Linked DNA regions of Rattus norvegicus: region 2 is linked to region 1. The links are chromatin contacts, called in public Hi-C maps. All regions are on one chromosome and are shown on one strand. The core of a region is the stretch at or near the end of the contact, and the rest is flanking DNA. Distances in the headings are between cores, read along the strand shown. Region 1 has its middle 29 kb from the start of Ppp2r2a. Region 2 has its middle 51 kb from the start of Ebf2.

The links. Hi-C and Micro-C count contacts between places; a contact is called where the count stands out from the background.
Region 2: a contact with region 1 is called in a Hi-C map of frontal cortex, with 2.5 times the contacts expected there. The contact joins two enhancer-like sites.

The regions. Positions count from the first base shown.
Region 1 is chr15:45,465,192-45,470,809 of GRCr8, reverse strand. No RefSeq gene overlaps it. Among named protein-coding and RNA genes, the nearest start is that of Ppp2r2a, 29 kb to the right of the region's middle. Within about 2 kb of position 1,384, at least 45 of the 93 cell types and tissues checked have an H3K27ac peak or open chromatin away from gene starts, as enhancers often do.
Region 2 is chr15:45,557,313-45,563,193 of GRCr8, reverse strand. No RefSeq gene overlaps it. Among named protein-coding and RNA genes, the nearest start is that of Ebf2, 51 kb to the left of the region's middle. Within about 2 kb of position 1,758, at least 91 of the 93 cell types and tissues checked have an H3K27ac peak or open chromatin away from gene starts, as enhancers often do.

The DNA.
Region 1 (5,618 bases), core at 135-2,634:
GCACCAAGTATCTTAAAATCTGTTCTACTTCTGTGTCAACAGGAGAGAAAATCTGCTTAAATCAGGACTCCCAGGTGTCTAAAGCTTACTCCTGCCTCCCTGACTCTGTCTTAAGAGTTCTTGAGAAGCACATACTCTTTCTGGGCAAGAGAACAACAGCCCTACTTTGATACTTTAATCTCCTACCAACCCCACCCCTACTGGGAATACCCTCCTCCCATAAAACTTGATGACAACAGGCTATCTTGGTATACTCCTGGAAGGCGGTGGTAAGCAGGCAGTTACCAGAAGCCTGGCCCTCCGCAGAACAATCAGACTTACCAGAGTGGAAAACTGCCTCTCACAGATTTCCTCTGGGGGTTAAGTTTTGCCTTTTATGCCCAGAGTGATCAAAATTCTGTATAGACTCGCACGTCACAGCATGTGTGTAGAGGCCAGCAGACAGGTTGCAAGAGCCACTGTGCTAGTTTTATTCTGTAGGTCCTCCTAGGTTTTGACCTCTGGTCATCAGACTTGGCACCATGTGTCTTTACCTGCTCAACCATGTCAGCAGCCCCACGTTTTATTTCTGGTTGGTTTTTTCCAGTTAATTTTTTTGGTCCTCCTCACCAAGATATTCCTAATGTCACAGGTATCTGAGACTGTGACAGGCAATCAACTGTAGACTAATTCTAGGCAATGAGTAATCTCTAAGACTCGGTGGCTTCCCTCCCCAGCTGTGGGCTCTTAAATGCTACCCTGAAAAAACAAAGTCTTATTTCTCTGGGAAAGACAAAATTCTCTTGCAATTTATCCCTACCCAGAACACGCTGACATAGAAGTGATAACAGTTAAATTTAGAAAGTTCCTTCTCAAACCAAAGAATGCTCAAGCTGAGAGTAAAAGCAGAGCTCGTGCTGGCCCGCTCCTTCATTCCACAGCAAAGGAAATAGAGGCCTGGCTTGGTCAGCTGGGCTGTCAAAGGCCACATGGGAAAACAAGCTGCTTTCTTCACAACTGGCTAGAAAGTGTCTACGATGTGTCCAGCACGTCCTGCACCAGGGTGTCAGTGAGAAAGGGTTCCAGCTAGGATGTGAGCCAGGCTAGAATTCAAGCTCTGGGCTGTCCCTCCCCCTCTATGCAAGGGTATAAAGGCGCTCTCTCTCTCTCTCTCTCTCTCTCTCTCTCTCTCTCTCTCTCCTTCTCCCTCTCTCTCTCTTCCCCACCCCCCTCTGCAAGACCTCTGGCCTAGTCTCCTTGGAGAATCCTTGGAGAATTAACATTCAGACTGAGAAAAATGAGAGAATTCTCTGGAAAGAGCCTCATTTAACCTTGGTTCCTTGTGAAGGGCGTGAGTGGAAGGGCATTTGGGGAAGAGCCAAGGACGTGACTGTGTCCTTACTCACAGAGGTGATGCCACTGCCCCTAGCCTATGGGGACATGGGTCTTTAACTATGCAGACAGTCCTCCCGTGATCTTGTACCAACCTGAGAATCAAGAGGATGCCTAGGGCCTGGACACTGTGGCCACCGAACAATAATACCATGCAAGCCCAGAAGGACTTGGCCAGGCCGCTGAAGGGTCCCACTGAGATTTTGTTGCTGCAGGAGCAAGCTCAAGGATTGAAGCATCAAAGCAACACTGACTTCAGGTAGTCAGACTCGGGGCCAAGTTCCTTTACCCCCACAGCAACCTCTCCTGCCTCGATTTTTGGGTTTTGTAAATAGGGTCTCATGTATCCCAGGTCTCAAACTTACTATGGAACTAAAAATGACCTTGAACTCCTGATCTGCTCCGTCTCCCTCCTGGCGGCTGTGCTTATCTGCATGCACCACCATTCCCAGTTTCTGTATTTATTTTAGCTACATGATTTCACAGGAACAGTGTGAAGTAAAATGACATGAGTCACAAAAGCCTTTCTGGAGGAGAAATCCCAGAATACCAGCACTGACAGGGGAAACAAAAACCTCAAAACCATGTAGCTATGCCAGCTGGGAGCGACTACCCATGCCTGTAATCCACAGCACAAAGGATGTTGAAGCAGGAAGATCAGAAGTTCATGTCCAGCTTCAACTAAATAATAACTCTGAGGCCAGCCTGGGCTACATAAACACCCCATCTTAAAGGGGGTAAAATAAATATTAAAGGAGGCAAGGCTTTTCGGCAATACTTTCCCCTGATTTCAGTTAGTATGTATGTGAAATGACCCTCTTAAATTCCCACAAAGGAACCTCGAATTACATATAAAATATAGAATTTTGTGTACAAAGGCTGAAAGAAACATTTCTACAGATCTTGAAGAGGACCCATTCTTTCCAACCACTGTGTGATTACCTGGGATTGAACTCTAGTCATAAGGCATGGTGGCAAGCGTCTTTACCTACTGAGCCATCCCACCAGCACGCTTGTTAACATTTCACCACCACTGAGCGTTTCCGAGCATCTTCTTTCCTCTTCAAACCTTTCCCCACCACCACCATGTAAATAAAATCCTTCTGGTTCATTTACCCTTCGAAAGCCCTCCTCCATTTTGGTCTTGTGGTGGTGAGACAGAAGCCTGTGGTTATACACACTGGCCATCTCAGCACCTAGGAGGTGAGGAGGCAGAAGGATAGAGTGTGAGAGCAGCCTGGGCTACCTAGGGATAAGGCAGCCCGAGTTACACACCAACATCTAAGAAATATAAAATAAAAATAAAACAAGATGTCCAGAAGGGTGACTCGGTGAGTCAAGACACCCGTTGGCAAACCTGACTCTAACGCCTGGGACCTACCTGGTGGCAAGAGAGAACTGACTTTTGCAAGTCATCCTCTGATCTCTGCAGTATGTGCACATAAATGCACACACACACACACACACACACACACACACACACACTCATGAACTCACACACTCACACACATACTATATATATATATACACAATAAAAATTGAATAAATAAATAAATAAAATGCAACAAGATTAAAATAAAAACAATGGGAGTGTGTCCAAAACCTTGCCTATTGTATATCAAACCCTGAGTTCCATCCCTAGCATGAAAAAAATTTTTTTCAAAAGCCAACCAGAGCCTCAGACTAAATGTGTTGAAAATCTTGTTTAATATACAGTTTGACTTTCAAAATAACTTTATGCCCATACTGTTAATCTTCAGCATGGCAAAGTAATCATGAGCTTTTTATAATTAAGGTATCAGTGGGGCATTGGATTTAAAAAATAATAATAATAAAATTTAAAAAAATACTAAAACCCAGGTTTTTTTAAAATATTGTGAAAAATTCCAGGCATTAGCAAAATATTATAATGGGCCCTCATTTTCCCACTCATACTATTTTATCCAGTTTAAGGTGCCTTGATATACGTTGAAATACACAGGTTTTTTGTTTTCCCCCTTTCTCTCTGTTCATTGTTGTTACCTCTCTTGGTACTAGGGACTGAACCCTGGGCCTCACTCAAGCTGGGTAAAGCTCTGTACAACTGAACTACACCCCAACTGCCTTTTTTCTTTTTTAATCTTTTTACTCTTTTTAAATTTCTACCTTTCTATCTTTGTAGCAGAAGTCTGGCCCCATGACCTCCGGAACAAAAAGGCCGCTGACAGAGCTGTTCCTCCTCCCTTATCTGAATCAACCTACCTCCCTGCCCCCATCCCCAGGGTCAGGGTCTGCTGGCAGAGCAGATGAGAGATCAATGCCAGATGGCTGTGATGCTGCTGGCCCACAAAGCACATCCTTGCATGCCAACCTTGGGGCCAGCTCCAGTCCACTTCCAGCCAGTTCTGCCACCTCCCCATGTACGCTCACTACTCTGAGCTGGATCACTAGGCCATCCTATGCGCATTAAATATTTTTTCATGTAGTCCTACTAAGTGCCAGGCAGCTGCCCACACTTGGTCTCTCACCTCGGGAGATCTATCCTTAAAAGGCTCCCACTTCCCTTCCTAAGCTGGGGGGAGGAGGGGGCAAGTAAGCTCGCCTCCCATCTCGTGGCTGGAGATGAATCAGCACAAAAGGAAATTGTCCTTGCCCAAGCTCTTCTGATCCCCTGGGCTGGGTGTGTGTGGTATCGGGTGAGCGATGGGAAGGGAGTTGGTATCTTCTCTGGAACCACTCTGAGAGGCGAACAATGCCATGCATGCTGACTGGCCTGAGAGGTTAGAACTGTTGACACAGAGCTCGCCAATTAGAACTGCCCCAGCTTGCAGGGAAAGCTCAGCTACTTGCAGATGATCAACAGGGCAAACAAGGAAACTGCCCATGTCTAGGTGACTCCAAATACACAAGGTCAGAGGAGTGTCTAAATGGGACACTTCAGCGTGCACTTGAGTGACACATCAGCTCTGGGAAAAGCTGGAACACTGATCTTAACTAAAGTGGCTTTCAGGGAAGAGCTTTGAATGCCTCAGAAGTCCTGGCAAGTACCAGGATGTACAAAGAGTCACCTGTGGCAGGACCCTAACTCTCACTAAGTCCACTGAAGGCGTCTCAGCTCTAGGGGAGGAGGTGCTGCTCTTAAAAGGATAGTGGGATTCTAATCTCCGAGGAGATTCTTCCAGCAAAAAGGAAGCACGGAACACTATGGGGGCCCTTCCCTTTCTAAGTCCAGTCGAGGAGCCACAGACCCCACTTTCCACTTTCCTTTCATCATTTTCATGAGAATAAGAGGAAGAAAGCTAATGAATAAATCAGTACTCTAAAATAAGCAGCCCGTGGGAATCTGGGAGAGTTGTGCATGTGCGTGTGTGTGCTTGTATGTGTGTGCTCACGTGTGCATGCGTGCGTTTGTGTGTGCTTGTGTCCATGTACACAGCATATATTGCTAATAGGTGAGGCAAAGACTGTCTTTGGTGGGTAGAGAGAGGAAAAACATTCAGCCTGCTCTCAATGTTTCCCAGTTTTGCAGAAAAAAAAAAAAAATCTGTGCAACCAAGAGAGAAGACTGAGACAGGATGAGAAGGCAGTGGGGGAGGAGTGAGGGAGTTCTTAGTACTGAATTAAAAAGGGATGAGGGTGCAGTTAAGAGGGAGGCTGAAAGGGAGCCAAGACATAAAAATATGCTGGGGATTTTAAACTGGGTGTAGCCACAGCTGGGTAAAGCCTACTCTTCCACTCAGACTGGCTTTTCACTTTGGCCTGCCCTTCCCCTCCCCCCACCCAGACCCATTCTGAATTCTTTCTAGGCTCCCATCCCTTCCACCCCCTCTTCCTTGGCAGAGAAATTATATAGGAGCCAGGGAGGAAGTGACACATGTTCCTGCTTGAATGGAACAGGCCTCTGCAGCAGCCACTTGTGCTTCCTCGGCAATATTGCTGTGGGAGCCAGGATCCTTGTACAAGACTCTCCTCTGGCTAAGCGCTGGTGTCCGGCATGTCTTGGCAAGCCCCACGTCAGGCTTAGGGCATGCTGCATGATTCAAGTTCTGCTCAAGAGCACCTTTCAGTCAGCCATCAACTAACTCTTGAGTTAGCCTGGCTTCTTCAGTGTGTGTATTCACTCCCTCCTCTTTTCTTCTTTTTTTTTTTCTTTCCTTTTCTTTTATTTATTGCAAGTGTACCTGGGGGTGCTGGGGTCTCAGAGGCTAAAAGAGGATGCCAGATCTCCTTAAACTGGAGTTACAGGCAGCTGCGAGCTGTCTGACATG
Region 2 (5,881 bases), core at 509-3,008, 92 kb before region 1:
TTTACTGCTTGAGGAATGTGGACTAGCCAGGCAGGTTTCTAGAGACAAGGCAGTATTTGTAGAAAGTGAACAGCATTTCATTCCAAAGATATCCCCCAGGCCTCAGGACTGACCCCACGTCTCCTTCTGTAATAAATGTTTTACAATGTGCCTTTACTAAAGTTAAATCAACATACTAACTACAAGCAATTTTTAGTATAAGAATTAAATAAGACTATACAAAATAGGAGCTGGAGAGGTGGTTCTGTGGTTAAGAGCACTGACTGCTCTTCCAGAGGTCCTGAGTTCAATTCCCAGCAACCACATGGTGGCTCACAGCCATCTGGAATAGGATCCAATGCCCTCTTCTGGTATGTATCTGAAGACAGTGTACTCATATAAATAAAAATAAAGAAATCTTTAAAAATATACAAAATAATACATACTCAGAATGTGAATATTCAGACAGTTATATTACAAAACACCCTATGTCAGACTCAAGCAGCCCTGTTGCTTGAGATAGTTATAAGCGCAGACTGAGGTGTTTATATTTCACTATGACTCAAGCAGCAGGCACGGAGCTGCAGTGGTGGCAACTTTCCTATAAGCTGTCAACAAAAAAAAGGCCAAACACTATCTGCATGCACTCACCTCAAGAACCTAGAACCCACAAGCTCACAGAGACTGAAAGTAGATCAGAGGAAACTGGGCTACAGGGGGCATGATGGGAGTTCCTGATCATTGGCTGCACCATCCCTGTCTGGAGTCATGGAAAAGATTTGGAAGTGAACAGTAACGACGGTTGGGTAACATTCTGAATGCAATTAAAGCAAGCCAGCCACTGATCTCGTTCACTTCGAAATGGCTAAATGGATTTGTTGTAATAAAAGCTTCACCTGGCCACGGTGGTGAATGCAATACCAGTTCTTGTGAAAGGACTGAGGCAGGAGGATTACAAATTTCAGGTCAGCATGGGCCCCATAGCAAGAGACTAAGGGAAGGAAGGAAGGAAGGAAGGAAGGAAGGAAGGAAGGAAGGAAGGACCTTGCCAAAAAAAAAAAAAAACAAAACAAAAAAAAAACAAAACAAAACAAAACTCGTTTGGAAATAAAATGGAGCCGGTTCTAACTCTGGACTATACAAAGTAAGAGTCTGTCACAGAAAAAAAAAGGAGGGGTGGGGATGGTGGGAAGAAATGAAGTAAAGGACGGTGGGAGAGAGAGAAAGGAGGGACTTGCAGAATTTTTGTATGTTTATAAGTAGAATAGAGCTGGTCCTAGCTCTGAAAATTAATGCATGGCATTCACCTACATGATTCACCAGCGGGATATCTGATAACTTCCCAGGACAATTCTTTATGGTCCGGGACTATCCTACAGGATGTCCAGTATGGCGGGTCAGCGCCACTAAATGCAAGTAAGGCTCCCTTTATTACAAAAATGCCCAGGTTCAAGAAAACAGCTCCGCCCCTCTTGAGAGTTAGGAGGCAGGAAGTGAAGAGAGAGAGCCTAGGCGGCGCCTGGGTTCTGGCCAAGGGCGTGCCTGAAGCCCTCGGGGAGCATGGGGGCAGAGGGCTCCGTAAAGGAACCAGCAGAAATCCAGATTTCTGGTAAACGGATCTAGCTGAAGGATAGGGAGTTAAAGGGAAAGGAACGGGTGAACTAGCCGGTGAGGTTTAGTCCAGTTTTTATCCTTAACAGTCTCCAGTTCACGCCTGCAAAGCTCATTGCGTTCCCCTGCCAGACGGTGGAGCTAGAGAGCCTCGTACAGATCCCGGTCCTCTGGGTTCAGGTTTGAGGCAGGGCTGACTCAGCCCTCCACGGATGACACAGCAGGATCGCCGACTGTGACCTGCAAGCAACAGCTTCATTTATCGAATAATTAGCTAATTCTTTTTTTTTTTCATTTAACTTTAACGACCTATGACAGGTGGGGCGGTGGCATTGGAAGGTTCAGACAGCTCAAACAGAAATCAGTAAGATAAGTCAGGACCCTGTCACAGACTCCTAGGCAAGAAATTAAAAATCTCTTGCAATCTTCTAAGTGTCCCTAGGCAGCCTGCCCAGTGGGGCTGCGGCAGTCCCTCCCCTCCTCCTCCCTGCGGTTAGCTGGGACTTCTACTGGAGGAGGAACACAGTCACGCAGTGGCTCCGCCCACCTCCTAGCCAATCACTGCACAGCCCTCTCCCTCCTTCCTAGCACCTGATGGATATCGAAGCATTTAAGCCGGCCATCTCAAGGGTTTAAGAGCTTGGGAACAGTGGCTTCCACAGGACGCTCGAAGGTCCTGGTTGCAGCGTTTGTGATTCTAAAGCTGGCACTGTTAGGAAAATGGGATTGGCTGACAGGCCGGTGGATCTGGGTTGTTTACCTCCCGAGGCTCTGTGCTCACATCGCGGACACACACACACACACACACACACACACACACACACACACACACACGCCGGGACCAAAAGCCTCTAGTGTCACCTTTTCTACCTCTTCGGAGGTGGAGGCAAAAGGCCACCTGATGCCAGTGTCTTTTGGTGAACCATTCAACCGTCCCTTCCAGCACTTGCAGGACTCTGCTTTTCGGAGACCTGGCAGCTGCCAGGCGTCTCCGTGCCATGTATTAGATTCTGGGTGGCAGGAGCCAAGTCTATGCAGTCCATGCAACCTGAGCCCTTTCTGTACTGTAATCAATATGATGGTGAGTCCTCTGCACGAATAACCAGGGAAACTGCACCACCACCACCCATCCACCTCCATATACTTTCACAGCATCTCACTGGATCTGGACCACACCTGGCCAGGCAGGTGCCCTTGTTATGCCCATTTTATAGATAAGGAAATAGAAGCCTCGAGTCACCTGCCTGGAATGCAGCAGAACCACTCTGAGCAAATCCCTTCCAAAGGCAACCTCATTTGGTTCACGGTTTAAGAGGAGGTCAAGCACAGTGGGGAAGACACAGCCCCAGGAAGGTGAGACACCTGGTCATGTGTCCACAGTGAATGTGTTCTTTTTGAAGACACCGATTGAATTTCCAGGAGGAGAACTGATTATCAGGCTCAGAGAACTGAAAGACCAAAGGGGAGCATTAAGTAATGGTAAAAGCATATCTGCAGGGGCAGCTTCTAGGGCATAAGGAGGAGTGAGGGCAAGGGATCGAAGAACTTTGGACTGGGGTGGGGAAGAGTAGAAGCTTGGAGAGTTCCAAAGGGCTGAAAACTAGGCCTTGGAAAAGGGGCTTTATAACTGAATTGTGTCCCCCTAAAAAAAGACAAGCAGATGTCTTTTTAAAAGATACATTTATTTTTATTTCGTGTGTATGAGTGTTTTGCCCGTGTGCATGTGGTCCACATGCATGCAGTGCTTGCACAGGCCAGAAGAGGGCGTGAGAACCCTGGAACTGAAATTAGAAAGTTGTGAATCGCCTTATGTGTGCTGGAATCCAAACCCAGGTCCACATGCTGCAACTGACCCTAGAGTTCAGAGCTTCAGCTAGTCTGGCTACTCGGCTTGCTCTGGGAATTCTCTGTCTCTGCCTTCCATGGCTGATGAGGTTATGGGCAATCACTTTATCCACCGAGCCATCTCCTCAGCCCCATAGTTCAGCTACTTTAAGCCACCAAGCTTCTGGTGCCTTTTCATGGCAGTCAAGAGGACAGTGCCCAGCAGTGCTCCTGTGTCTGGGGGATTCACCATGAGTCTAGATCTGGGAGTATAACAGCTACCATCCACTGTCAGGTACATGGAATTTTTTTTTCTATTTGCATGAAACCCGAAAGACAGCACAGAGAACAGATTGTCCTCGACCTAGTTAGGGTTGTCATGGCTGTGATGAAACACCACAACCAAAAGCAATGAAGGGAGGAAAGGATTTATTTGGCTTAAGCTTCCCCAGCACTGCTCATCATTGAAGGAAGTCCGGGCAGGAAATCAAACAGGGCAGGAACCTGGAGGCAGGAACAAATGCAGAGGCCATGAAGGGGTGCTGCTTACTGGCCTGCTCCTCGTGACTTGCTCAGCCTGCTTTTTTATAGCACTCAGGACTACCATTCCAGGAGTGGCACCACCCACAATGGTTCAGGCCCTCCCCTATCAATCACTAATTAAGAAAATGCCTTCCAGTCTTGCGCACAGCCCGGTCGATCTTACAGAAGCATTTTCTCAGTAGGGGTTCCCTCCTAAGATGACTTTAAGTTGACATAAGACAATCCAACTCCTCTCTCTTCCAGCCTCACAACCTCTTGCTCGCCTATTTTGTGCCCCATGTCTGCATATGAGAGGGGTGAGAACAGAGTTCAGGTGGGTGGGGAGCTGAAGGGTAAGGTTAGTAACGGAAAGGGAGTATGCGAACTAGAATGTCGAAAGTAGTATCTTCATCTCTACTTGCCTCCATCGACCCCAGCATCTTCTTTTACATATCTAGGCAGAAGTAGAAGAAAACCGACCTCAACTGTCTTAGCAGTCCTCTGATGATGTTTCTGAAGCTCTTACAGTTGCTGCAGATGTCCTAACTTGTATGAGCACAATCATTACTTTAAATATAGTGTGCGCTACACTGGCTGTGACATCTGGTAATTTAACTGATAACAAAGTAAATATGTGACCAATGTGACTCATGCTGTAACCACCTTTTCTATATGGCTTCCTTTTGTAATTCTGTTACTGTTTGTGCATTTAAAAGTCTCCTTAGGAAAGAGTCAAAAGTTTTGCTAAGGCAACAAAGGAACTCCCTCAAAGAAGTTGTGAAGAGATGGCTCAGAGGTTAAGAGCATGGGTTGCTCTTTCAGAGGTCATGACTTCAATTCCCTGCAGCCACATGGTGGCTCACAACCATCTGTAATGGGATCTGATTCCTTCTTCTGGTGTGTATGAAGACGCTACAGTGTACTTGAATATGATAAATAAATAAATCTTAAAAAAAAAGAAGTTGTGAACTAAACCCTTGTGAGGCAATTAATACAGGGTCTGCTACATAGTTGTTCCTTTTCCCTTCCTATTTTAAGATTTCTTTTTAAAGATATCTTTTTATTTATGTAAATGCGCATGTCTGTGTATGTCATATGTACTGTAGGTGCCTGTGCAGACCAGAAGAGGGCGCTGGGGTTCCAGGTGGTTGTGAGCTACCAATATGGGTGCTGGGAACCAAACTTGAATCTCTACAGGAAGTGATAATAAGTGGTGTCTCTCCAGCCCCAGACTCTAGTCTTTACTTTTTTTTTTTAAGTAGCTATCACCTACACACATCCTCCTACATAGTTTATTAATAAATCATGTTTAAGTGGCTAATAAACCCTAATACAATGTAAGTGCTACATGGGAATAGTTGTAATATTGGATCACTTAGGAAATTATACCAAAGCAAATATCTGTACCTATCGGTTGGTTGGGGATCTCCTGATGTTGTGTGTCTCAGTACAGCCTTGCTTGATTTCTTTTATTTTATTGGTGTATTTTTATTTTTAAGAATTATTTATTCATTTTATGATGTGAGTATGCTGTAGCTATCTTCAGACACACCAGAAGAGGACATCGGATCCCATGACAGATGGTTGTGAGCCACCATATGGTTGCTGGGAATTGAACTCAGGGCTTTAAGAGCTGTCGGTGCTCTTAACCACTGAGCCACCTCTCTAGCCCCCTATTTGTTGTTTTTGGACTGCAATCTTATCTAGAAATTTAGCATACACATTAGATAGAAGGAAAGGCTCTGGGCTGGAGGTAAAGTGTTGACAGCCGGCCAACCTTCTCACTTTCCATTGCTGGAGATGCACTCTATCTCAGACACAATTTAATTTCCAATGCATTTTTAACCCACTATTTATTGAACGCACAGATGTGGAACTCATAGAAGGTAAACTACCCTTCATAAATGGCATCTTGAAATGTGTTCAAGGGCAGGGGAGATAGCTC